6 separate regions of the Mus musculus genome follow, and regions 1, 2, 3, 4 and 6 are each linked to region 5. Evidence: chromatin contacts called from public HiCAR-type and promoter capture Hi-C data. All regions are on one chromosome and are shown on one strand. The core of a region is the stretch at or near the end of the contact, and the rest is flanking DNA. Distances in the headings are between cores, read along the strand shown.

Region 1 (3,934 bases), core at 754-3,253, 550 kb after region 5:
CTCAGTTTTCATCAGAACCAACTTAGGGAAAGACACCCCTGTCTCCCCGGAAGGAATGCAACATTTTCTGACCTTGGCATTCTACACCAGTGGCTACACTGCACTAACCTTGCTCCCTGGGGCATGGACTTGAGTTCCTGGGGCCTGATGAAGCCCACCAGCCCAGAATCCTGAGCAGAAGTGGTAAGCCCAAGCAAGACTAAGGGTAGCACTAGCTTGCCCCCAGGCAGGCCCCTGGCCCTGGCCTCATGCTGACTTTCAGAGTCAGAGTCTGCCAGGTTAAGTTCAGGGAAAGGGCACCAGTGGGGGCTGGAGCCCAGTAGGCAGAGGACGCACCATAAATATTTGCAGAATGACTACATGAGGGGCAGGTGAGAAGGGCTTCTTGGAAGAAGTGCTGGTGGCCCTCGCTTGGTCTGGCAGGAGCAGGAAGCAAAGGCAGGGACTGTAGAAACAAGCCCAGAGCCAGAAACTGGTTTCCACCGAGCTGTTTCAAAATCTACCTGAAGAGGGGGTGGCCAACAGTCAGGTCACCTCAGGGATCCTTAGTCCAAGAGCTCACAGTTTTTGGTTTTTTGGTTTTTTTGTTTGTTTTTTTTTTTTTGTGAACACGGAGTTAGCTTCTCTGGCCTAGGTGAGGAGTGGCCTCAATAAATGGATACCCTGTCCCCAGCTCAAGAATCCAGAACCTGCTGCCACAGTGGAGACCTTACCTTGGCACTCCTTCTGGGCAGCTGGGCCTCACCCTCTCCCACTGTAGGCTGGTGCTTGTCTGGAGCCCAGAAGCTTGGTGCTACCTTTAGGCAAAAAAAAAAAAAGAAAGAAAAAGAAAGACCCCGGTGATTTTCTCTTTCAGCCGCTTTTCCCCAGAAGGTCCCTGATTGGTGTCATCTCATCTCTGTGGGCACAACCTCCCTGCCTGCGGCAGCTTACTCACCAATGTGCCTAAAAGCCTGCCAGTTGTGTGGAGGAGGTAGGGGGCCCACACCCCTCTGCCTGTCACACATAGGGGCATGCCTGAAAGGGGGTTTCAGGGTGGCCCCCAGCCGAGCCCCGGCCTGTAGCCTGCTCATTGGATGTGTCTTTGAGCTCAGCAGGGACACACATAGGAGCTGAACAGCTCTGCCTGGGAGAGTGATAAGATCCTTGTTAGAAAGGTGTTCTCTGGGCACTCAGGGCTGTCAGGAAGACAAGAGATGAACCTGCACACCCATGCCTATTAGTTTAGTTCCTAACACTTGGCCAGGCCTCAGGACCACGTCCTACCTTGGCATCTGGCCACGTCTCTGTCCTGTGGTCCCAGCCAGGGCTTGGGCCTGCCCGAGCAGGCAGCTGTCCTTCTGTCTGCTCAGGCCACGTGTTTGCTGTCCCTTCTCCCCAACATGCACTCAAGACTAGGCTGGCCCAGCATCGATCAGAATCAACCCCTGTCAGGTCCCCATCCCAGCTCTCTGCTGACCAGCGGCTGTCCTCAGATCTGGCTGGGCGCATACGCACTGTGACACACCCTCACCCTCTCACACACGTGGGTCCACACCCAGTACAGAGCCACCTACCTGCACAGGCCTGCCTATGCCAATCCAGTCTTGCTCTCCAAATACCAGTGACCCTGGAAGCCACACGTTTCCTTTTACAGAAAGATCCCCTTGAGAGGTGAGCGCAAAGGCAGCCCAGAAGGACTCCAGTCGGTGTGGACTAGACTCCCCTTCTCTCCCAGAACCTTCAGAGGACACACGGGCAGCCCGAACACCATGTCTGCTATTGTATTCTGCCAGCCGAGGTCTCTCCATGGGCACCTCTGGCTCCCTCCGTGCCTTCCATGTCCTTAGGGGGTAGTGGCAGCTTCCGGGCGAGTTCCATTTTCCTCCAAGCCGAGGTAGGGCGGGGAGAGTTAGAAGGGGCGGGCCTCAGGGACACCTCCAAGTTTTCAGCTCCCCAAATAATCAGATGCAAAGGGGGAAGGAAGAAAAGCCAGGGTGGGTGGGTGACTCAGTGGCGGTGGGCCGGCTTAGTCACCTGGATGGCTGCTTGCTGCTCCCGGCATGTCAGGAACCGAGCAGTGCCCTCCCCCCACCTGCTGTGGTCTGCCGCTGCTGTCAGGAAGAGCTGGCCGTGGAGCCCCCGGTGTGTTCAAGCTGCGGAGCAAGCGACAACCGCTCCCGCCTTCCTCTGGTCAATCGATCAGGGCCCGGCAGCCCCGGCCGCGGCGCACCCCTCCTCCACCGTGCACCCCAGCTCACTTTGGGATTTCTCCATTAGAATCTCAGGCAGCGACCTGCTCCTGTAGGGCGCGAGCAGCTCCAACGTTGCCTGGCAATTTTGATATCGTCGGGGGTTGCCATGGGGAGGAGGGTGATGTCATTGACACAAAAAAACCCACTGAATTTACAAATCAGCTGGGGCTGGAGCTATTTATAAAAAAACACGTTTCTTACTGCTTTCCTTTGCTGAGGGGGAGGAGGGAGAGAAAAGACTGAGGGGTGGGATTCAGAGGAGCCTACTGTAGTTCACCTCACCGTTGTTCCCCAGAAACCAGACCTTCTTGGCTCACAGCCAAGCCTAACCCCCTTCCCATCCGCGCCCCAGGTTTGCAGCTGTGGGTCTCAGCCCTGGCAGGCGTGGCCACACCTGGGCTGCACGTTCTCATCTGGTTTTGTCCTAAAGGGCAAAAAGGGTGAGGATGGAGGGTGGGGTACTCAGCTCTGTGGGTACCATCTTTCTGTTCTCCCCTGCTCCAGCATCGCCCCTCCCACAACTAGAAACAGTTGCATGGGAGGAAAGGAGACTCAGGATGCCCACCTGCTGGTTCCCTGAAGAGCACTCCGTAAGCATGGCCCCTCCCTCACTGTCTTGAGCCTCCTGCCTCCTTCACTGGTCATTTTCTCTCATGTCCATCTGGGAAGTGCCCAAATTCCCGTCTTAGCCAATTGTTTGCCTTTTCCCTTTTCCCAGGCATCATTCCATAATCTCTCTGTGGCTTCCTCTAAACTCTGCTGAAGGCTGACCTCAAACCTATGTGGTAGCTGCCCCATTGTGAACAGTCCAGCCCACACTGCCCACCACGTGTTCCTAGACCCACAAGTACTGCCACGAGAAAGCTAGAAGTCTTCTGATTCTAACTACCCAAGGGGGCACTAAAGTATTCACATCACTTTTGAACATTCATTCTTAAAATGTGGCTAACTCCCTGAGCTCTGAATTTTCAGTCTTGAGCTCACATCTCAGCTCTATTGTTCACTAATTGAGTGACTCTGGCCTGCTGTTTAATCAACTGAACCTCAGTGTCATCATCTATAAAATGGAAACAATTTCACCTGCCTCCCAGGATTATGGGAATTCCGTAGACAAAGCTGCCCGGCCAGGGACTGTCCATCCGAGAGCTTGGTAAACATCAGCATTCTTCTCCGTTGGCCTATGTCATTTATTGCTCATTCTTATCTACCTAGTCACCAAGCTAATCTTCTAAAACCAGGACTCCCAGTCACTGCCTGTGCAAAGGTCTCAGACTGCACACAGGGACAACATCAGTGTCCAACAAGAGGGACATCAAAATCCACATACAAACGTCACTCAGGGGCCAACAGGAAACGTCTTCCCTTGAACTAGGTAGGCAGTTTTAGAGAACTCTGTCTTTCCTTTTTGCCCTTCAAAATAACATCGTGAGGAAACAATTATAAACGGTCCACGTAGGCTCTAAAAGCAGACAGAAGCAAGTTAAGTCAGAAGCAAATTTATGGTGGATCACACCTGTAATTCCAGCACTGGAGGGGGGGGGGCTAAGGTAGGAGGGTTACTGTTAGTTTGAGGATAGCCTAGGCTATGTAAAGCATTCTAGGCCTACATCGAATCTGATATCTCTCTCTCTCTCCATATATATTAGTATTGTTTATGATCAGAAAAAATGGAAGCCATAGAAAGCTCACAAATCGGGGAC
Region 2 (3,949 bases), core at 756-3,255, 610 kb after region 5:
ATGACCCGCCCGTGCCGTAAGGGCTGTATGTTTTCTTTACTCAGCTCCCACTCTGCTCCCTCCAGGCACATGGCTTCACTGGGAAGAAGGAAACAGAAATGAAGCCCACGCCAACAGTGTTACAGCACAGTACTGTGATGACATCTTCAGAGAGGGGATTTCTGGCTCTTTGGGGTTGGACGCAGCTGGTTCGCCAGGAGCATCATCATTCTCTTCAGCTTCAGAGCCTATCCCACGCTCTACAAGTAAATGCTCAACACAAGAGAGAACATGGCAAGGGTGTTGGTGACAGTATTGTACAAATAAAGTTAAAGCTAGGAAAAATAATTTTTAAAAGCATCTTAAGTTTAGCGAAGTTAACTTAAATTTAGAAAAAAACAAAAAACAGAAAACTAGCAGCTTTATGTCTGACATGGGTTCCCACTGACAATGAGACACCAGTAGCAGCATCCACTCCTGTTTCTAAATACGTACATGATTAGCTCTTTTTTAAAAAAAAAATGTATTTATAAAACAAAACATAACTAAACAAAACAAGCCGGGTGATGGTAGCACACGCCTTTAATCCCAGCACTCAGGAGGCAGAGGCAGGCGGATTTCTGAGTTCGAGGTTAGCCTGGTCTACATAGTGAGTTCCAGGACAGCCGGGGCTATAAGGGGAAACCCTGTCTCGAAAAAAACAAAAAACAAAACAAAACAAAAATGTATTTATTCTCACCCCCCCCCCCCGCCGTGTGTGTGTGTGTGTGTGTGTGTGTGTGTGTGTGTAAGTCAGGCCACAACCTTAGAGTTGTTTCTCTCCTTCCACCATGGGGTTTCGGGGGTGGGGGAGGGGTGACCAAACAGGTCCTCAGTCTTGGTTAGCAATTATCTCTATCCACAGAGCCATCTCACCTGTCCGTGACTAGTTCCTTCTAGTTCAGACCCAAGTGCCATCTCATCAGGGAGGCCTCTGTTCAAATCTCCCTCTGCCCCGACTCCCCCACCCCCAAGCCTCATTGCTGGGTAATGAACTAAGGCCTTATGTACCTTGAACAAGTGCCCTTCCTGAGTTACATGTCCAAACCCTTCTGAAACCACACTAGTTCTACCTCCAATGCCGTCTTCTCTTGCTTTACACTTGTTAATACTGATTCTATCTGATGTTAAACATGTCTTATTGCCCATCCGCGACACACACCCCGATTCATTCCTCCCCAGAACTTAAGCTTCACAAAGGTTGGGATTTTGTGTCTTTTACTGTTCGCCTTCAGTGCTCAAAATGGTAGTCGATAAATTCTCTTCCATGAATGACAGCTTATGACAGCAATTACCCAGTTATTATAAGTTCCATAATTGAAATGCATCTTAAATTCTAACCTAGAAAAACCCTCTATATTTTATGATGAGGAAAAGCTGCAAGTGCTCTGCTCTTCAGATCCCTAAGCTGCTAGCAAAGTGAGAACACTTATTAGTTGAAAGCAGGTACTTTACAAACATCTTGAATCCTCCCAGAACTCCATAAAGCAGCATTAATATCTGCGTGCCCCCACCCCTCCGTAAACATGTTCAAGGTCAAATAAAAACGGCTGAGGTGAGTTTCAGAACCAGATCATATGGCAAATTCCAAACTCTCCCAGTCTTGCCCCCTGGCTGGATGCAGGGCTCCACGCCGTTGGGAAGGGGGTTTGGGGAGACCTGCTCTTGGCCGACCTCCTCGATCCTCCCCTCGCCAGCCGAGCACCCAGCGGCAGCAATTTGCGTCCGGTCCTTACCTCGCCTCCGCCATCCTGCATTCCCAATACTTGCTCTCGCCCTTCCGCAGACCTTTATCCTCCGAGTGCTAACTGAGTCTCCCTCAACCTTCAGCTGGCTCTGGAGCTGCGAAGATCGTCACCCCGTGCTCCTAAACAAAACCACGCACCCGATTCCTTCTCAGAATAGCCTCCTCACGCCCCCATCACGCACGGGCCGCCAAGTTTCAAATTTAACGTCTCTTGACGCAGACGTAGCCTCGCCGCTCCCCGCTCCCGCTCCTCCCAAAGCATTCTGGGGATTGTAGTGTATCCCGGGTTTAAGCACGCGCTGCGCAATGCACAATGGGAGTTGTAGTTTCAGGTTTGAGGTGCAAGGACCAATGGTTGTCCTAGCACTGCAGCGTGCTCAGGCACTTCGAGTTTGCTCTGTGTTTCCTTTCTAAGACAAGCCTTCGAACCCAGGGAGAGACACTTTATTAACAAGAGGTTCTTTGATGGTTTCAGTTTCATAACGTGTCTTTGAGTACATTACTCTTCTGGGTTGCTCCGAACAATTAACTGTGCTACGCCTAGGTCTTGTCTGAGCCCCAGGTCTTAACACCTGTCCAGGGATCCTTAGGCCACTCTCACCCAGCTGTTTCCTGTGGAAAGACTGTGTTCTCGTTTTTCTCTTTTACACAAGACCTGGTTTAGCACTGCACTTCCTTTCCCCAGCAAGCCCTTTGACCTCTACAACTTCTCAACTTTGACCAACTTCCTTTAAATTCTCTTGGAAGTGTACCATTTGTTCTCTCATGCAGCCTACCAGATGTCCTGTAAACTACGATCTAACACAGAATACAAACAGGGTAAGCGCTTTGCCTGTCTCACTGGAGCTAAAGGCTTGGTAATGCAGGCCTATAGTTCAGCTACTCTGGAGACTGAGATGTGAGGACCAAGACTTCAAGACCATCCAGGGCAACTTTACTTCACAATAAAAAGTTTGCTTTTGTTTTTTGTTTGTTTTTGTTTTTCAAAACAAGGGTTCTCTGTGTAGCCTTGGCTATCCTGGAACTCGCTCTGTAGATCAGGCTATAAAAATAACTTTTATTCTCCTGTTGTGATTGTTGTCTGAGGGGCTTACTGCCTCCATCTGCTGACCTAGATCCACTCCTAGAAAATTCTAGCCTCCATAAGATCTAATCTAGGTCAGCCTCTCAATTTTGTTGAATAAGCTCACCCTTTCTTGTTCTTTCTGAAGTCTACCTGGCTGGTTCAACTCAGCTGTTCTGGCTCAAACTCCTCTCCCAGCTGACTGACTCAATCTGGCTTCTCTCCCAGCCCCTGAATTGCTCTGCTTGGCCTCAAACTCACTCTAGCAGTCTTTTCTATTTCCTAATCTTCTGGCTCTTTCTCAATCTCTTGCTCATTCTGTCTTTACCTGTGTCCAGCTTGTTCTCTTTTCAACCTGCCTCCCTCTCCCTCCCGTGCTGCTCTACTCTCCCTCGCAACAATACTGCACTGCTCTCCAGGACTGCTGTATCCTGTACTACACTCTCTTCCTTACTGCACTGCCTCTCCCTTAAGACTCAATCTTCCCTCCCTCTCTCGTCTCCTTAGAGGTGTACATAGCCCATTCTGTCAAATTTTTCTCCGTTTGTTGGGGCGGGGGTATACAAACAAACAAGGAATGTCAGGGCGTCGATACCCAGACCAGAAACAGATAAATTAGTCATTTGAGCATATAACTTCCAACTAGGCTCTGGAGTAGAGAGGGGAGCCATGGGAATTTCTCTACAGAAGACAGTGAACCTGAGGGAAAGGACGAGTTGGCACAATCTACCCATCAGAACAAATCAAGTTCTGAAGCAACTGAGGTGTGTGTCTGTGGTAGATTCCCACCTCTCTATTTCCACCATTATCCAGTGAGTTTCCTCACCCAGCTCCCTACTCTTGGACCTCTATGCTGCCCCATCAAAAAGTGCCAGATTATACTCCACTTTCTCCTAACCATCATATAGAAAACAGGGCTAAATAGTGATGAGATGCTCCTGACAGGGTTTTAAGTTACCAATACGTGTTATAGGAGACTAGAGATTTAGTGTTTGGTTGTTTCTGAAATGCTGGGTTATGTGGAACAGCTCCCCTCAGGACTTCTTCATCTATCAGATTGCACCTTGAATCTTTAAGGGTGTGCATCAGTATTCCTGATGCACAAGTAGGAAATGTCACAA
Region 3 (3,846 bases), core at 1,203-3,702, 660 kb after region 5:
TGATCAGGGTGTCTCTTCCCAGCAATAGAACAGTGACTGAGACAGCCCCCAAGAGATGCACTTGAGCCGCCTTAGGCACAGGCCCAAGTGGAACACCAATGGTGAGAATGAAGGGAAGGGACGGAAGGAGTTCAGTGCATGAGGAGCAGAGGTGGCTTCCTCATGCTTTGCTGAGCTACATGGGTCCAAGGTCACCCTGACCCTCTGACATTCTCACTTGGCCAAGCCTCCTGGAAGGATAATGTACCTCCCTTTGGCTCCAGCATCTCTTGTTGGACAGCTATCAACTCCTGGCAGGCTTGGGCTACTGGCCAATCCTACTTGACCCTTCCCTTTGTCTTTCCCCTCATTCCTGTACTCTGGGATTAGCATTTTCTTACAGGAGCAACCGCAGAGCACAGCCCTCTGCGGGCCTGCTTCACTCTTCTTTCAGATGGTTTTGAGAGAACAAAGAAAATAATAGACAGTAAAAGCCCAGGAGCCTGGCAGGAGGGTGCAGGGCTGCAATCCCAGCTTTTGGGAGCTGGAGGCAGAAGGTCATCATTGTCTACATACAGAGTTTGAGGTCAGCCTGGTACACACAAGGCACTATCTCAAAAAAAAGGGGGGGGGCTCTGCAGTGAAGTTCGCTTGTTGCTCTTGCAGAGGACTAGTGTTTGGTTCTCAGCACCCACATGGTGGCTCACACCCATCCTTAACTCCAATTTCAGGAGATTCCACCCCCTCTTATAGTCCCCTTGGGCATCAGGCACACACCTGGTACACACACATGCATGAAGGCAAAACACCCACACGAATAAAGTAAAAATAAATATATCTAAAAACAATTAAAAAAGAAAAACAGAAAGAAAGAAACCAAAGTAAATAAATAAAAATTTTAAAACAAAAAATAGCCAAAGACAATTGAGTCTGGGAGCCCCAGATCCAGCCAGCTTGTATCTTAGAGCAGACTGTAAGTAGAGACTGTAACTAAGCCCAGCTTCTCTGCTTTGCCCGTGTCTCTATTGCAGCTCATTTAGGTTGTGGCAGGGCTCTGTTCCTTTCACTGATTTCTGCCTCCCCACTCAGTTTTCCCCAAAATTCATCTTCTGTAAAATCTTTGCTACCAGTCCTCTATAAAGTAATTCCTTGGGGCTGAAGAGATGGCTCAGTGGTTAAAAGCACTGGTTGCTCTTCCAGAGGACCCAGGTTCAATTCCAAGAACTCACACGGCAGTTCATAGCTGTCTGTAACTCTGGTTCCGGATGACACGCTGTCACAAAGACATACATACAGGCGAAACACTAACGCACATAAAATAAAAATTAACAAATTACTTTTAAAAAATACAGACTCCTCAGCCTGGTATTCCAGGGGGCACCTCTGCAATCTGACCTGAATCTACCTGCCCATACCCTCACATCCTAAATCATAGTGAAGATGCCAGAGAGCTTGATGGGGGGGAGGGGGGACGGGGGGGGCGTGCAGCTGATCTTGCTTTCCAGACATGTTAAGTACTTTATTCTAGCTCCCTGACCTCTCTGGGTCAGGACTGTTTTATTTGGTTTTTATTTAGTGAAATATTCCCCATTCTTCAAGGCCCGACTCAAAAATCTTTGCTTATTATCCCTAAAATAGCACCATTCAAGCTGGTTTCCATCATTCACATGTGAAGTATCGGTTCATTGAGGTCAGGCACCAGAAGTCTAGCACTTAGACCAGGACCTGGCACATAGTAGGTGTTCAAAAAAATGTGGAGTCATCCCTAGATTGGCCATAGTACACGAGATGCGTTTTGCTTTCTTAGCAGTCCAAGAACAGCCTTCTGCTGCTGCCATAGATAGGGCTGTCCGAGCTACCCCTTTGATTTCCCCTCTGCTAGAGTCCTTTTTTCAACAGTGATCTTCCACAGTCTAGAAGAGAGGACATGGCCTTTCTTTGCACTTGATGGATCCGAATGTCATTTGGTTCTAGATGCAGACACACGTGTTCTCCTCCAGCTTTCCTCAGACACGCCCAACAGGAAAGAGGGCAGTTTTTTGTTTTGGTTTTTTATTTGTTTTGCTTTTTTTTTATTAGGGACCAGCAGCTCGGTTTTTTTTTTTTTCCGCTATATATTACAAGGCGCGTCTGAAAACTCCCAGTCTCCTCCTGAGCCGGCTTTTTGGAAGTCCTGCAATAACTCAGCCCATTTCCAAGTAGACAAAAGTCACTTAGGCGTCTTGTCCCCCCACTACCTAGTAGAAAACCTAGGGACTCTCTGTCGTTTCTGGGGCTTGCATTAGGAACCGAATCCTCACCCTCTACAGCGCTCCAATTGCGCTTCTGACGGAGGTCAGAAATGCGCCCGGCCCCTTATAATGTTTCCAAGGGAAGGTTTGTACATTGGTGATTGTCCCTGGCAGCTGCCCAGCTTGAGACTTGGACCTCCACTTGCCATTGGTCAGTGGTTGGAGTGACGCAAAGAGGGGCGGGGCCTCATCAGCTGTTTGCGGGATGCCCGGAGCGGGCGTATTTTGGAAACAATACCGCGCGGTGTGCCGTGGCCTCCTCCCGCGCCAGCTCGCGCCTGCAGCAGTCGCTGCCGCAGCCCGCGCCACCGCCTCCCACCGCAGCCCGGTGAGCGCCCGGGCGGCGGGGGGCTAGGCGGAGTTGGATCGTACCTCCTCCGGGAAGTGGGGAGCGGAGTCGCGCAGCGCGTGGGGGCCCGGGGAAGGGTTTGGACTGCGGGCATCTGGGGTGACCACGGGGAGTTGGGGTGCAGGGATGTGGGAACGAGGTGCAGAGCACAAATTTGTGGTTGCTGCTCCAAGAGGGGCTTTCGGGAAGCATTTGGAATTCGGAGTTAAAAGTAGGTGAGCAAATGATCCTGGGGTCCACTGCCAAGCTCCCGGACGCTCTGGCCTCCGGGTGTAACTGTGGGGTGGGGCCGTAAGTTGTGGTGCATTTTGCCTCCCTGCGGAGTCTGAAGGCTCCTCTTCTTAACAGCTGGAGTTTGCCCCCTTCTTCCCAATCGAGTGTGGGCACCAAGCCCCCCGAGTGTTCTTCACCCTGGACCCTGGCGCAGAGCCCTGGCATCACAACTCGGAGGCTGAGACGCTGTCCTGGAGTCACCCAGGTGTGTGTGCGTGTGTGCATGTGCGTGCGCGTGTGTCCTGAGATCTTAGCCACTATTGAGTTCAAGGTATCTGGCTAGTGCTAACTCCTAAGAGGAGGAGTTTATATTGAGCATCCTAGTTGGATCGCCGAAGTTCTGCGATGGCTCCAGCGGACTTTAAGACCTTTGCTAGGAATAAAGCATTCCCTGGCGGTGCTCTCAGGAAGTGCCCTCTTCCTATCAGTCTGGACTTTACCACTTTAGCTCAGGGAAGCTGAGGGTCTCCACTCTTCCCCAGTTTACTTTTGACTTTGCCCAGAGCCCCTCCGAGGTTCACACTAACTGGAGAGCCACCTGCAGTTCTTGTGCAAAGTGGGGGGGGGTCCTCCGCGTTTTCAGAGCCACACCCTCTGGCTGCACCTCCCCCACTGTCCAGTCTAGGCAAGGGTTGAACTTTGGGGCTTTGCTGGGAGGGGGAGGGGAGTGATAGGCTTCAAAAGAAACACCAAGACAATGACTCCTGCTTGTGATTGGCTCTGGAGAGTCCCTACTTTGGTTGGGATAGCCACACTGCAAAGAAGAGGTTGAAGGACAGAAGAAGCACTGCTAGGTGACATCTCTTGGTCCTTTCATCTGGAAACTTTACGCTGGAGTTACCCCTTTCCTATCGGAACAATAGCAGGCATGGAGTCATTCTCCAGGGAAGAGGGCACAGGACTACGGATAGCTCAGGGGTGGGATGGGGTAAGGCTTGAGGGTTGAAGTAAGAA
Region 4 (3,951 bases), core at 741-3,240, 730 kb after region 5:
AGAAACCCTAAGACACTGGCCTAGAACTCACTCTGTAGCCCAGGCAGGGCTCAAATTTGCCATCTACCTTCCTACTTTAGTTTCCTTATCTCTGGGATTATAGGCACGTGTAGATACACTCAGTTCTGCCTTCTTTATAGTGTGTTCTCTATGCCACAGGTGGGGGAATCTTTCAAATATAAATATGATTTTCATTGTCTGTGTACGGCATTCTTATCAAGACCTTCTCTCTGGATTTGCTTTTCGGGTTTTCGAGACATGGTTTCTTTGGCTCTCCTGGAATTTACTCTAGACCAGGTTGGCGTAACTTTTGAATTTTCTCAAACCCTACTTTTAATAATGGTTCCTAAATGCTCTAACCTCCCTTCTAGCCCACTACCTACAGGTTATTAGGATACAGGGGAAGTGTATCTGTTTAGAAATTATTCTTTGGAGCAAATCCCACCCCCATTGTCAGGAAATCAGCAGTTCAGTTCATAGCGTTCAGTAGCAGCAGCTCCATCCACTCGCAAATACTTCATTAATACACCGAGAAGCAGCCCAGCAGTCCAACTCAGAAGTGTTGGGATGGCAAACATGAATCAGCAGTGGTGGCATGACCTAGCAGAAACTGCCAGGCCTCCACCAAAACCAGCAGGAGCAATTAAGCCAGGAGAAGTTCTCTGCCATGTCTCTCTGAATGACGTGAAGATCATTGAAGACGCAAGACCGAGAAGCACTCCAAAACTAACTATGCAAGCCCCCATCACTGTCCATTGAGTCCTATTTATACTCCCTCCAAACATCACGTGTCCTCTAAGGGTCTTGCCTCAGTCTGACTTAGCAAAACTCCATGAGTCTGTATCAGCTGACATCACTCTGCCAATTGGCTGGAGTCCGAGGAAGTGGCAAGAAACTGCAGCATATCACCAGAAGTTTTTGTGTGTGTGTGTGTGTGTGTGTGTGTGTGCATTTCTCTCTATGGGGTCATGACAAACGGAGCTCAGCTACTCAATGTAAGGTGAACCAATGCATGCATGTTGTTATCGAAGAATCCTTCATCTCTCATTCTTTCTAAACATCCTTTTACCTGTGTCTGCTTCAGCGAAATGTTCTTTGATATAACCGATTTACCAAAGAAACCAGAAGTTTCCACTTTAGGCTGGCCTTGAACTCAGAGATCCTCTGCCTGTCTCTGCCTCCTGAGTGCTGAGATTAAAGTCATGGGCCATCATTCTTGTCTGAATTTAAGATTTTTAAACATCTTAAATCCAGATACTCACACTCCACCGATGAGCCACTCCCTCCCCACTCCCCTCTTTCTACCAGGAACAACATCTGAGCCTTCTGTGGCTATGGGCCCTGCTAACGGTGGCAAAGGCCCCGTGTGATCCCCGGCTCCTTCTCCAATCACTTTCACATATTTTCCCACCCTCTGAAGTAGGATAGAAAGAAAAAACTATGGACCCTGGAAACAAAAAAAAAAAAACAAAACAAAAAAAAAAGCACCTTTTTCTGGGGTCTAGCCTGTGCTTCCTGCTGACTTCAGCACTGCCGATGAGATAGATCAACAGTGCCTTCAGAGCAAGTACTCTTTGTCTAAAGATACCTCAAACAAAGATACTGAAACAGCGAACTCTGCTGTTTTAGCTTTCGGCTTTGAGTTTAACTTGGAGCTCCTTGGCCACTTATTCCTAAATGTAAACAATGCATCTATAAAAACACCTCACATCTTCATCTTCATCAGCAAGTTCTGAGAAACCAGATCATTGTGTAAAAAATGGGGAAAGTGAGTCAGTGGACTCTTGGGTGACTTGCATATGTCTATCCAGTCTTTCTTTTGCTCTCATTCCCTCCTACAGCCTACGGTGTAGCTTGACAACGCAGTCCAACCACCGAAAGCAAGCGTCACTCCTCATCCTGGATAGACGCGGGAGGAGGCGCCGAGCGCGCAGGCGCAAGGCAACCCGAGCGAAGCGAGGATTGACGGAAGACGTGCAACTAAAGCGGAAGTCCCGCCCAGCGCGAGCGAGTTTTCCGGCTGTAACCGCTGGAGGCTTCTGCTGACGGCGTCGGACCTGCGGAGCCCAGGATGGTGTTGCTCGAGAGCGAGCAGGTACCGGCGGCCCCGGAGGGCCCGGGACTCGAGCGAGTGGGGTCAGCTCGGGTCGCGGTTCTCCCTTTGCGGGCGGGCCGGGGCCGTGAGGCGGCGGGGCGAGGAGCGGAGGCTGCCTAACGGGGCGTGTTGTGTTGCAGTTCCTGACGGAGCTGACCAGGCTCTTCCAGAAGTGCCGCTCGTCGGGCAGCGTGTTCATCACCCTCAAGAAATGTAAGCAATCTCCGGGGCCGCCTGGGAGGGGACAGCCCGGCCCCCGGCCTGTCCGCACCGGCCACCTCCGGGGCTCGTGGCCGGTGCGGCGCCGGCCACCCACTCACCGTGACAGTGGGGCCCCAAGTGTGTCCGACGCCCGTTGTCAGGCAGCCCGGCCCCCGCTCCGTTAGTGAGGAAGAATATGCCTCGGGGTCCCAGTGTTTATCGAGCGAGTCGTTGCTCCTAGTTTTGGCTGTATCCTGAGTGATGGCGGACCCTTCCTTACGATCATCACTTTGGACCCAGAAGCAACGCCTGTGGTGGTGTTTACCTGGGTGGACTTTTTTTTTTCTTAAACACAGATGACGGTCGCACCAAACCTATCCCGAGGAAGAGTTCTGTGGAGGGCCTCGAGCCCGCAGAAAACAAGTGTCTGTTGAGAGCCACGGATGGGAAAAGGAAGATCAGCACCGTGGTGAGCTGGAGGCCTTTCTTAAGGCTCTGCTTTCTTTTGAGTTGGCCTGGCCGACTCAGAAAAAGTCAGTTTTCTCTCAAGTAGCCAAGGTACAGGAGCAACCTATCTCAGTGCTAGCTAGGGGAACACATTTAAAAAAAATTAAAATAGTGTCTTGCAGTCTACTCAGGCTGACTTTGAACTTGTGATTTAGGAAGCTCACACCAGGCGCTTCAGCCCGTGCTGGTGTCACAGGAGTGTCTCATCAACTGAGACAGATGACAGTGATGGTTTTTGTGAAGTTGGAGATGTGACCCAAGCCAGGGTCTTCATCCCGCTAAGTCATCGCTCTGGGTTGAGCCTCACCCCCACCCCGAGGGAGGAGGGGCATGTCAGGATTAGGTCCGGGTCCCCCTTCCCTGTCATTTTGGCCTGTCACTCCCAGGCTGTTGTGGGATCAGGATCTACTTCTGCTTCTTTTTGGTGGAGGGGGTGGGTTGTTTGGTTGGGATAAGGTCTCGGGTAACTGAGGTTCCTTAGGTCGCCTCTGTCTCCAACGTGGTGGAATCCTAGGTGTGCACCACCTTCACAGTTCCTGTTTTTGTAGGACAAACTATCAGCAATAAACTGTTAGGCAGAAAGTAGAGGCCGAATGCTTGTTCTGCTGGAGTCCGTGGTAGTGAGCATGTGGTCCGTTTTCCTAGGAGTTGCTGTGAAGCATGACTGGCTGTGTTTTCTTTCTCTGCTGCTCCATCAGTACATAGGTTCTGGGAATTAGATGATTATTTTTAACCTGTTTTTTTCCAGGTCTTTGTGGCTCACTTAACAAATGTAGCTACAGGTTAGGCTTGGCACTACAGAGGATATCTAGTCAAGAACCATGATCTTTTTATGAAAGGGTGAATATGCAAAACAAAGATTCCCTGGATTCAGAGCGAATGCTTCTTAATTCTATAGCGAGCCTGTAATGACAGTAGTACAGGATACTCAGGAAACTGCGGACGGTAGCTGATGTTCTCTTGAGACGACTGTCAAGGTAAAGCAAGGCTACATTGCCGTTATGGTTGGCTGCCACAAATGTGAAACAGCCTTTTTCCTAGGTATTATTTCTTTTATGACAGTTTGAATTGTGCTTATATCAGTCTGAATCAATGGAAGATAGAGTTTCATGAGACAGGTCCTTGCTTATCCAGCCCATCCTGGCCTG
Region 5 (4,058 bases), core at 590-3,089:
TTGCCAGCCCGGGGTACCAGAGCGCTGAAGCTAAGACAGCCGTTACAGAAGGCTCGGCCACAATTCTTACAGCCATACTATAAGAAACAGGAAGCAGGAGGAAGCATGTCTCACCCAGCCCCGATGGCTCTTCTCTGAGACCCTCTAAGCACTCACAGAAAGAAGGAAGTGAAGTTGTGACCAGATTTTGAAGGAAGGAGGAAGAGTGGTATCCCTAGGGTTCTGGCCGAGATGGGTTCAGCAATTCCTTGTTTCCGGAGTCTTATTCAAATTAGATAAAACTTCAGGCAAAATTCACATGCTTTCTACCATTTTCAATTTCTTACCATGGGGGTGTAGTGCAAAGACAAACAAGGCCCAGTGTGTCAGGTCCCTGGCTTGTCAACAAAAAGAATCAGAGTTGGGTGCAGATCCCGTGCTTTCTCTGTTCTGGTAGAGATGGTGGGAGGTTCGCCTCAGGATAGGGTTGTAACAATAGCTTCAATTATTAAGTACTTAGTGTGTGCCAGGCACTAAGCCTGCACCTTAAAATTCATCATTTGTTATAACCATCATCACTTACATACGTCATCATATTTGATCCTGATGCCCACCAGTATTATCTCTATTTTAACAGGGGCCAGTGAAATTACATGACCGTTCAATTAGATCATTCTTTGAATAAGACAGGGCAGCTGAAATTTGAACTCTGACACCAAAATTGATATGTAAGTGCTCCAATCCTATACACCATGAATTCGTCCCATTTACTTCCCTTGCAGCTCACAAGGGGAATGTGGTTGAGAAGAAGGCTTTTTCATTGTGCCCTGGGGAGAAAAGGGCAAGCTGTGGACGGGGCAGGTTTCAGAACAGAGAGCAACCGGCATGCATGGGATGACTTTAAAGACAGAGATGGAGAGAAGGGGAGTGGATAGAATGTAGGTGGAGATTTAAAAAAAAAGTGTAGCTTTTGGAAACTTTACAATTTCTAGGGTCTTTTCAGCTACAGCACCTCACCGAAGCTACTTTACATTTTCTTAATTTACATTATTTCTTTGTGAGTGTATGCGTGCAGACATATGCATATCATGGCATGTGTGTGGAGATCAGAGAATAACTTTCAGGAGTTCTCTCCTTCCACCATGTGGGTCCTGGGGTTCGAACTAAGGTCATCGGGATTTGCAGGAAGTGCTTTTACCTCACTGAACCTCATCAGACCATCATCTTAACCCGGAAACGGGTGGGCATCCGACCCACTTTACAGAGAGGTTAACCGGGTTACTTCATCAAAACCACACAACTGAAAAGAAGCCGTCAAACGGTCTTTAGCCTGCAACTCCCTTCCCTTCGCCCCGCGTCCTCCCTTGGCCCTTCGGCTTTCTGGGAGTACACTCGCCTCCTTCTTGAAGAGGGTGAACTTGACAGCACAGCCGTAGCACCTGCTCTCCATAGCAGTTCTCGGCGCTGCAGAATTGGTAGGTTAGCCTCTCACCAGCGCAGGGTAGGCCTCTCAGACCCTCAGGTTGTGCAGCCCAGTCCCACACGCCCATCGGCGCTGTCCAGGGGCGGCCCAGCGCGGAGAATTCTGACTTTGCACTCACCAAGGCGGGGCGGCAGCGGAGTGGGGCATGCTGGGAGTCGTAGTTCATTCTCCGCAGCGCGCTCCTCCACAGCCAGTCAGACGAGAATCGGAAGGCATCATCCCAGGAGGCTTAGCGCGCTTTTGGGCCGGCTCGGAGCGAGTAAGCCCCGCGCCCACGCACACGCTCAGACTCCTGGGAGTTGTAGTATCAATTCAAGTTTGGACTAGAACCATGGCGGTGACCAAAGAGCTCTTACAAATGGATCTGTACGCGCTGCTCGGCATTGAGGAGAAGGCGGCAGACAAAGAGGTGAGAACTTGATAGGCAAAGCAGTTCTTCGGTCCTCGCGTCAGGGCGCGCGCCTGGCTCCGGCTTTCTATGCTCCGCCCTATCCTGGACCCGGAGCGAGGGACGGCCAATGACTAAAAAGGGGGCCTCCGGGCACTTCCTGAAAGGCTTGAGGACTGGGTTAGGGAGGGAGGCATTGAGAACTCTGAACTGTGTGACCGTGCTGTCCCTTCTGCCACACTGTTTGGAGGCCGGTTGAACCTGAGAGCCCAGGCCTGCTTTTTTGCGCCTGCGCAGCATCAGTTTGTACGCTGAACGTTTTACCTGTCTGTCTGGAGGTGTTTGGTTTTAGTCTGTTTTAACTTCAGGGGGATCCTAGGAAGAAAAGTCTCTAGGCTCTAACTCCTCCCCTCAGCCCCTCTTCTTTTTCTGGATTTGACGTTGAGGCCTAGAACCTAGAGGCCTCAGTTTTCTTTTCCTCTTTTTAAGTATCAGATGTTCCAATGTTGTCAGTGCGTGCTGCTTAGCGGGTTAAACAAGAGGATCAGAAGGTTAAAGCAGGTGGTGTGGGGGTCCACTTATCTCAAGTGCTGTACTTAAGGTTTCTGTTATTTACTCTTAGATTGTGGTGGCAATAGTGACAGTACACGCAGGGGAGTTCATTGGATAAAAAGTAATGCCCACCGGGCTGGGCATAGTGATCCAAGCCTGTAATGCACTTGGGCGCTGGAGGGAGGAGAATCAGGAATTTAAGGTCAACTTCAGTTTCTTGTGGAGTTTAAGGTCAGCTGTCTTAACGTGTTTAAGGTGGGGGGGGGGAAGAGATCCTTTTTATTTATTTATTTTTTCGAGACAGGGTTTCTCTGTATAGCCCTGGCAGTCCTGGAACTCACTTTATAGACCAGGCTGGCCTCGAACTCAGAAATCCGCCTGCCTCTGCCTCCCCAGTACTGGGATTAAAGGCATGCACCACCACCGCCCAGCAAGAGATCTTATCAATGCTCTTATACTTCTGGACTGCTTGTCCAATGCTTGAGTGTCAGAAAGAGTGCTCTGGGGCAGAAAATCAGGGTGATTGGATTCTTCAGTAAAGTTGTGGTCATCCTGCTCAGAAAGCTTCCTGAAGATTTGGCTGAAGTCAAAAATGGATGTAGAAATAAATACTCGTAAAGCACAGGCTTTCTCTTTGCAGCCCTGGCTGTCCTGGAACTCACTCTGTAGACCAGGCTGACCTGGAACTCAGAAATCCACCTGCCTCTGCCTCCCAAGTGCTGGGATTAAAGGTGTGCGCCACCAATGCCCGGCTCTCTCTCTCGCTCTCTCTCTCTCTCTCTCTCTCTCTCTCTCTCTCTCTCTCTCTCTCTCTCTCTCTCTCTCTCTCTCTCTCTCGAAGAAAAGTTGATGTAGCCCTGGCTGTCTTGGAACTTTCTATGTAGATCAGGCTAGTTTTTCCGAACTCACAGCGATAAATCTGCCTCCCAAATGTTAGGATGCCCCGTGCCCTGCTTTTGGGATCCAGGCTTTTTACCTGAATGCTTAGGATCCAAATTCAAATCCTCTGCTTACAGAACAGGCACATTACAGACTGGGCCAGCTCTCCAACCCCAAATCATAATCCTCACCACCACCACCTGCTGCTTCTTCCTCCTTCTCCTCCTCTTCTTCCTCCACCACCTCCTCCTCTTTCTATTATTGTGTGTGTGTGTGTCTCAGACAAAAAAACAGCACAGAGACCCTACTTAAAAAATATAAACGGGGTTGGGGATTTAGTTCAGTGGTAGAGCGCTTGCCTAGCAAGCCCAAGGCCCTGGGTTCGGTCCTCAGCTCCGGGAAAAAAAAAAAAATATATATATATATATATATATAAACAACGAGGGGGATGGGGTGGTTGGAGAGATGTCTTTGCAGTTAAAAAGGCTCACAATACTTAGCATACTCTTCCAGAGGATATGAGTTTGGGGCATCTGTAGTCAATAGCCTCTGCAGACATCTGCACTCATGTGCATACATACTCCCACATACACTTAGACATATATTTTATTTTATTTTATTTTATTTTTTTTTTTTTAAGATTTATTTATTGATTATATGTAAGTACACTGTAGCTGTCTTCAGACACTCCAGAAGAGGGAGTCAGATCTCATTACGGATGGTTGTGAGCCACCATGTGGTTGCTGGGATTTGAACTCTGGACCTTCGGAAGAGCAG
Region 6 (3,749 bases), core at 399-2,898, 760 kb before region 5:
AGTATAAGGACCAAATCCCAGACATGTATAAGAATGGAAGATGGATGAACGTCTGCCCAGAAGAAGGATGCTGGCATACAATGCTCAGAATGAGCAGTGCCACAAGGACAGACCAGGAGAGCTGCCTTTCTGGCACACACACGTGGCTCCTTCATGTTATCACGAGAAACCAAGACGTTCCAGTTAAAGCAACTTAAGTATCTTTATTTATATTATATTATGGATATGATTGCTCTATCTGCATGTACACCTGCATGCCAGAAGAGGGAGGGCATCAGACCTCATTATAAATGGTTGTGAGCCACCATGTGGTTGCTGGGAATTGAACTCAGGACCTCTGGTAGAGCAGCCAATGCTCTTAACCACTGAGCCATCGCTCTAGCCCAGCAACTTAAGTATCTTAAAGAGATAAACCATTTTACATTTATTTCTTCCCCTGCATATGTGCATGCACATGTGGAGATCAGAGAACTACTTCCAGGAGTTGGTTTACTCCTTCCACCATGTGGGTCCGAGGAATCAAAATCAGATCAGGCTTGTTGGCAAAGGTCTCTACCAGTCCAATCTTGCCAGCCCAATCTTCTACATCTTTGAACATGACAGGGTATCACTATGTAGCCCTGGCTCCCCCTGGAAATTGTTATATAGACCAGGCTGAACTTGCCTCTGACTCCCTAGTGCTGGGATTACAGGCATGCATCACTAAGCTTGTCAAAAAATTGTTTTGCTCTCTTAGATGAAGTGTATTAGTATATTCTTTCTGTTGTACAGTCTGGCATTATAACCCCAACTGTTACACTAATACATTAGTCACAGCTAGGTCCTTTACAGAATATGTGATCTCACTGTACTCTTCTAAGAAGAGAAACTGAGTCATAAAATGTCAACTTGTTTCCCAAGCACACACTTAGTTTAAACTGAGGCCCTGTTAAACCCAGTTTGCCTTCCTATGCCCTTCTTCAAGCCATGGCTGCGTCTCAGCATGCCCACCCACGCCTGCTGTTCTTCCAACTTCAAATCAGGTCGTCAAAGATAAGCGTATATGATCTTTTAAAGCCAACAGAGAAATTTCATTCTTCCACCCCCTTCCTGCCCCTCAAGAAAGAGAAAGGTAAAAAAAAGGAACGAAGTGCAGGAGAGGACAGAGTAGGTAAGAGGTGGCTCCCAACAGGACTCACCTTGGAGCTGAGGTCCTCTCTCCGGTTTCCTGCTTTACTTCTGCGTAATTTGATGGATGGAGACCTCAGCAAGTTCTTGATACGGCTAGTAATGGTTGACCCTTCTCCAGCCATCATAACGAGGAGCCCCTAAGGACAGTCCCTGGCCTAGCCTTTGGACTTGTCTCAACAGCGGTACTGCCTTCTCGTTCAACACAGCCTTCGGATATGCACTTTCACTGGCCTGAGATGGCAGAAGCAACCTTATCATCACAGTAGGTGTCTTCTGCTTGTCACCAACTCTTACTCTGGGCATTGCCCTGCGCTTTCCCACTCCCCATCCCCACCCTAGCCTGCTAGATTTTTTTTTACAAGGGGAGGACGACCCCTGGAGTGAAGAAATGTCAGGCCCACACCTGCCAGAGGCGTTTAACTGAAGAATCGGATGAACTAGTGACCAGTCGGGCGCCGGTTACAGCCCAAGTGTTCCCATGGTAACTGAGGTGTCCAAGGGAGGAGGCCTCCGAAGCCACTGGGCAAGGGGCCGAAGCACCGAGCTGGCCGCCGGGCTCACGCTGGCCCGAGCCGATGCGAGAAGCTCCCTCCCGCACCCGAGTCTTGGGAGCTCCGTTTTAGCCCCCCACACCCACTGCCTACTTCAGAAACCCTACTACTCGTCAGCGCCCCCGTTCGCTGGGGCCCAGCTCACAGCGCCCTCCGGCATCGCGATCGACGGCTTCAGCTCTGCTGCCGCAGCCGCAGCAGTAGCTATGGTGGCACCAGCGGCTCAAAACGCGAACTAGAGCCTGGGCCGAGCTGCGCTGGGAGGGCGGGGCCTAGTAAAGGGGGTGCGGTCTGTGGCAGATTGGTTCCCGATTGGACGACTGATGCCTATGGGGGCGGAACCAAGGAATGAACCAAGAACGCAGAGGTCTCGGATTCTGCACAGTATAATTGTGGGTACCGCTCCTAAAGGAAGGTCAATGTAATATTGCTTTAGAATTGAGAGAACCTGGCCTTTTACGGTATTATCAGGCATGGTCCTCTTAGAGAACTTTGATAACCACGCCTCCAGGCCTAAGATTGATATTTGGTGGGCCTAGGAGATTACGGCTGAAATTTAATTCCTAACTCATAAAAAAAAAAAAAAAAAAAAAAAAAAAGGAGGGGGGGGGTTTGGGATGCTGCCAAAAGAACTCCTTTCCATTCCAAGTGCTGGGATTTAACGCAGTTGGAATCGTTTCTGATTCCGGCCAGCCTAACACAATGACTCACGCAGAGTAACTCAATTTACACACTTTTGAACTTAATCTATCAGTGATGGAAGACTCAAGCCTCAAAATAGAGCCTTAGGGTAGGTTGTGAACTGAAAAGGCACCCATGATATAATCCATCATTTCCTTAGCTGCCAACGTCCTTATAGCATTTAACAAGAAATACTGTTAACAGCATTAACAGTATTTTTGCTACTCCAGATCTTTTCTGTCTTTTCAAAAATTGCAAACACCCCTAGGGCTGACACCGATGTCAAAGTTTGCTGCTATCAGGTTTTGTTTGTTTTGTTTTGTTCTAGCTCATGGAGATAGGGGAAATACCACATACTCATGCTTCATAGATTTGTAAGTTGGCTAGAATTTTTCATCTAGCTACTACTTCAAGAAATTACCTTGGGGGTTGGGGAGCGCTGGACAGATGGATTGGTGATTAAGAGCGCTGGCTTCTTTTCATAAGACTCAGGTTTAATTTACCAGCACCCTTATGGCATATCACAACAGTTCCCAGGGATTTGTCTCCCTCTTTTGGCCTCCATCATAGGCACCAAGCAAAACACCCAAACACATAATTTCTTTAAATAAAATAAAACTGCCTTCTGAAAAGGCTAGCTTAAGCCAAAAGGCCTGTACCCAACTAGAACAGTACACTGACATGTCCCCCATTCCAGACCGTAGGAACTGCTGAGGAAAATGGTAGTTAGAGGGAAGGATCCTTAAAAAATGGTTTAGTGGCCGGGCGGTGGTGGGACATGCCTTTAATCCCAGCTCTTGGGAGGCAGAGGCAGGCGGATTTCTGAGTTCGAGGCCAGCCTGGTCTACAAAGTGAGTTCCAGGACAGCCAGGGATATACAGAGAAACCCTGTCTCGAAAAAACAAAAAACAAACAAAAAAGTTTAGTGGTACTTGCACAATCTGTGTTCAAACAGGAAGGTACCTGTGTACTATATAGCTACGTATTGGATACAAATGTCAACAGCAACTGGACGCCTAAAGCCACACATTATAGATTTTAGGAAACTAAAATGGTACTTCCAATTTTACCGCCTAGACCCGAAGACAAGAATGATCACCTCTAACTATATTAACTCGGCACCATTAATCATCTGCGATTTGACCTACTCACAAAGCTGCTGTACATTGCTAACAAATGCCACCACCTGGTGTTTTAATTTGTGTACTACAGGTCCTGCTCTTCTCTGACCGGGTTTATCATATTTTCTTTGGGCAATCTGTTTCACTTTTATGGGTTTGCAAAGTGTCCGTCCTTTCTCGCCCAAAGCTATTATGGCTTAGCTCCTTAAAGACACCTTCATTCCTG

Evidence for each region. Promoter capture Hi-C pulls out the DNA fragments that hold promoters and counts their contacts. HiCAR-type assays count read pairs that join an accessible place to other places. Capture Hi-C pulls out chosen DNA fragments and counts their contacts.
Region 1: a contact with region 5 is called in a promoter capture Hi-C map of adipose tissue. The contact joins the promoter of Pak6 here to the promoter of Zfyve19 in region 5. A contact is called at or near these places in 3 of 39 promoter capture datasets (hippocampal neurons, liver and pre-B cells), 1 of 484 Hi-C or Micro-C datasets (the G1E-ER4 cell line) and 3 of 9 other capture datasets (adipose tissue, liver and pancreatic islet).
Region 2: a contact with region 5 is called in a promoter capture Hi-C map of fetal liver, with 3 times the contacts expected there. The contact joins the promoter of Bub1b here to the promoter of Zfyve19 in region 5. A contact is called at or near these places in 7 of 39 promoter capture datasets (the SN4741 cell line, erythroid cells, fetal liver and 3 more), 2 of 484 Hi-C or Micro-C datasets (CD4 T cells and muscle stem cells), 1 of 115 datasets of contacts at active chromatin or transcription factors (microglia) and 2 of 9 other capture datasets (liver and pancreatic islet).
Region 3: a HiCAR-type map of kidney shows a contact between it and region 5, with 2.9 times the contacts expected there. The contact joins the promoter of Bmf here to the promoter of Zfyve19 in region 5. A contact is called at or near these places in 2 of 39 promoter capture datasets (3T3-L1-derived adipocytes and pre-B cells) and 1 of 115 datasets of contacts at active chromatin or transcription factors (kidney).
Region 4: a promoter capture Hi-C map of liver shows a contact between it and region 5, with 2.4 times the contacts expected there. The contact joins the promoter of Srp14 here to the promoter of Zfyve19 in region 5. A contact is called at or near these places in 3 of 39 promoter capture datasets (erythroid cells, hippocampal neurons and pre-B cells), 3 of 484 Hi-C or Micro-C datasets (B cells, CD4 T cells and memory CD8 T cells), 2 of 115 datasets of contacts at active chromatin or transcription factors (large pre-B cells and pro-B cells) and 2 of 9 other capture datasets (adipose tissue and liver).
Region 6: a contact with region 5 is called in a promoter capture Hi-C map of erythroid cells, with 5 times the contacts expected there. The contact joins the promoter of Mapkbp1 here to the promoter of Zfyve19 in region 5. A contact is called at or near these places in 2 of 39 promoter capture datasets (erythroid cells and liver).

What each region holds. Positions count from the first base shown.
Region 1 is chr2:118,661,646-118,665,579 of GRCm38.p6, reverse strand. It overlaps Pak6 (p21 (RAC1) activated kinase 6), which reads right to left and starts at 2,003. Exons shown (of 11, transcript NM_001033254.3): 1 at 1,557-2,003; 2 at 714-797.
Region 2 is chr2:118,596,267-118,600,215 of GRCm38.p6, reverse strand. It overlaps Bub1b (BUB1B, mitotic checkpoint serine/threonine kinase), which reads right to left and starts at 2,005. Exons shown (of 23, transcript NM_009773.3): 1 at 1,755-2,005; 2 at 1-78. The coding sequence starts at 1,768.
Region 3 is chr2:118,548,292-118,552,137 of GRCm38.p6, reverse strand. Bmf (BCL2 modifying factor) reads left to right here and starts at 2,452. Exons shown (of 5, transcript NM_138313.4): 1 at 2,452-2,598; 2 at 2,968-3,097. The coding sequence starts at 2,476.
Region 4 is chr2:118,477,735-118,481,685 of GRCm38.p6, reverse strand. Srp14 (signal recognition particle 14) reads left to right here and starts at 1,990. Exons shown (of 5, transcript NM_009273.4): 1 at 1,990-2,095; 2 at 2,236-2,308; 3 at 2,653-2,765. The coding sequence starts at 2,072.
Region 5 is chr2:119,206,501-119,210,558 of GRCm38.p6, reverse strand. Zfyve19 (zinc finger, FYVE domain containing 19) reads right to left here and starts at 1,839. Exons shown (of 11, transcript NM_028054.3): 1 at 1,376-1,839; 2 at 1-77. The coding sequence starts at 1,429. It overlaps Dnajc17 (DnaJ heat shock protein family (Hsp40) member C17), which reads left to right and starts at 1,764. Exons shown (of 11, transcript NM_139139.2): 1 at 1,764-1,871. The coding sequence starts at 1,794.
Region 6 is chr2:119,970,598-119,974,346 of GRCm38.p6, reverse strand. Mapkbp1 (mitogen-activated protein kinase binding protein 1) reads right to left here and starts at 1,648. Exons shown (of 30, transcript NM_011941.3): 1 at 1,179-1,648. The coding sequence starts at 1,295.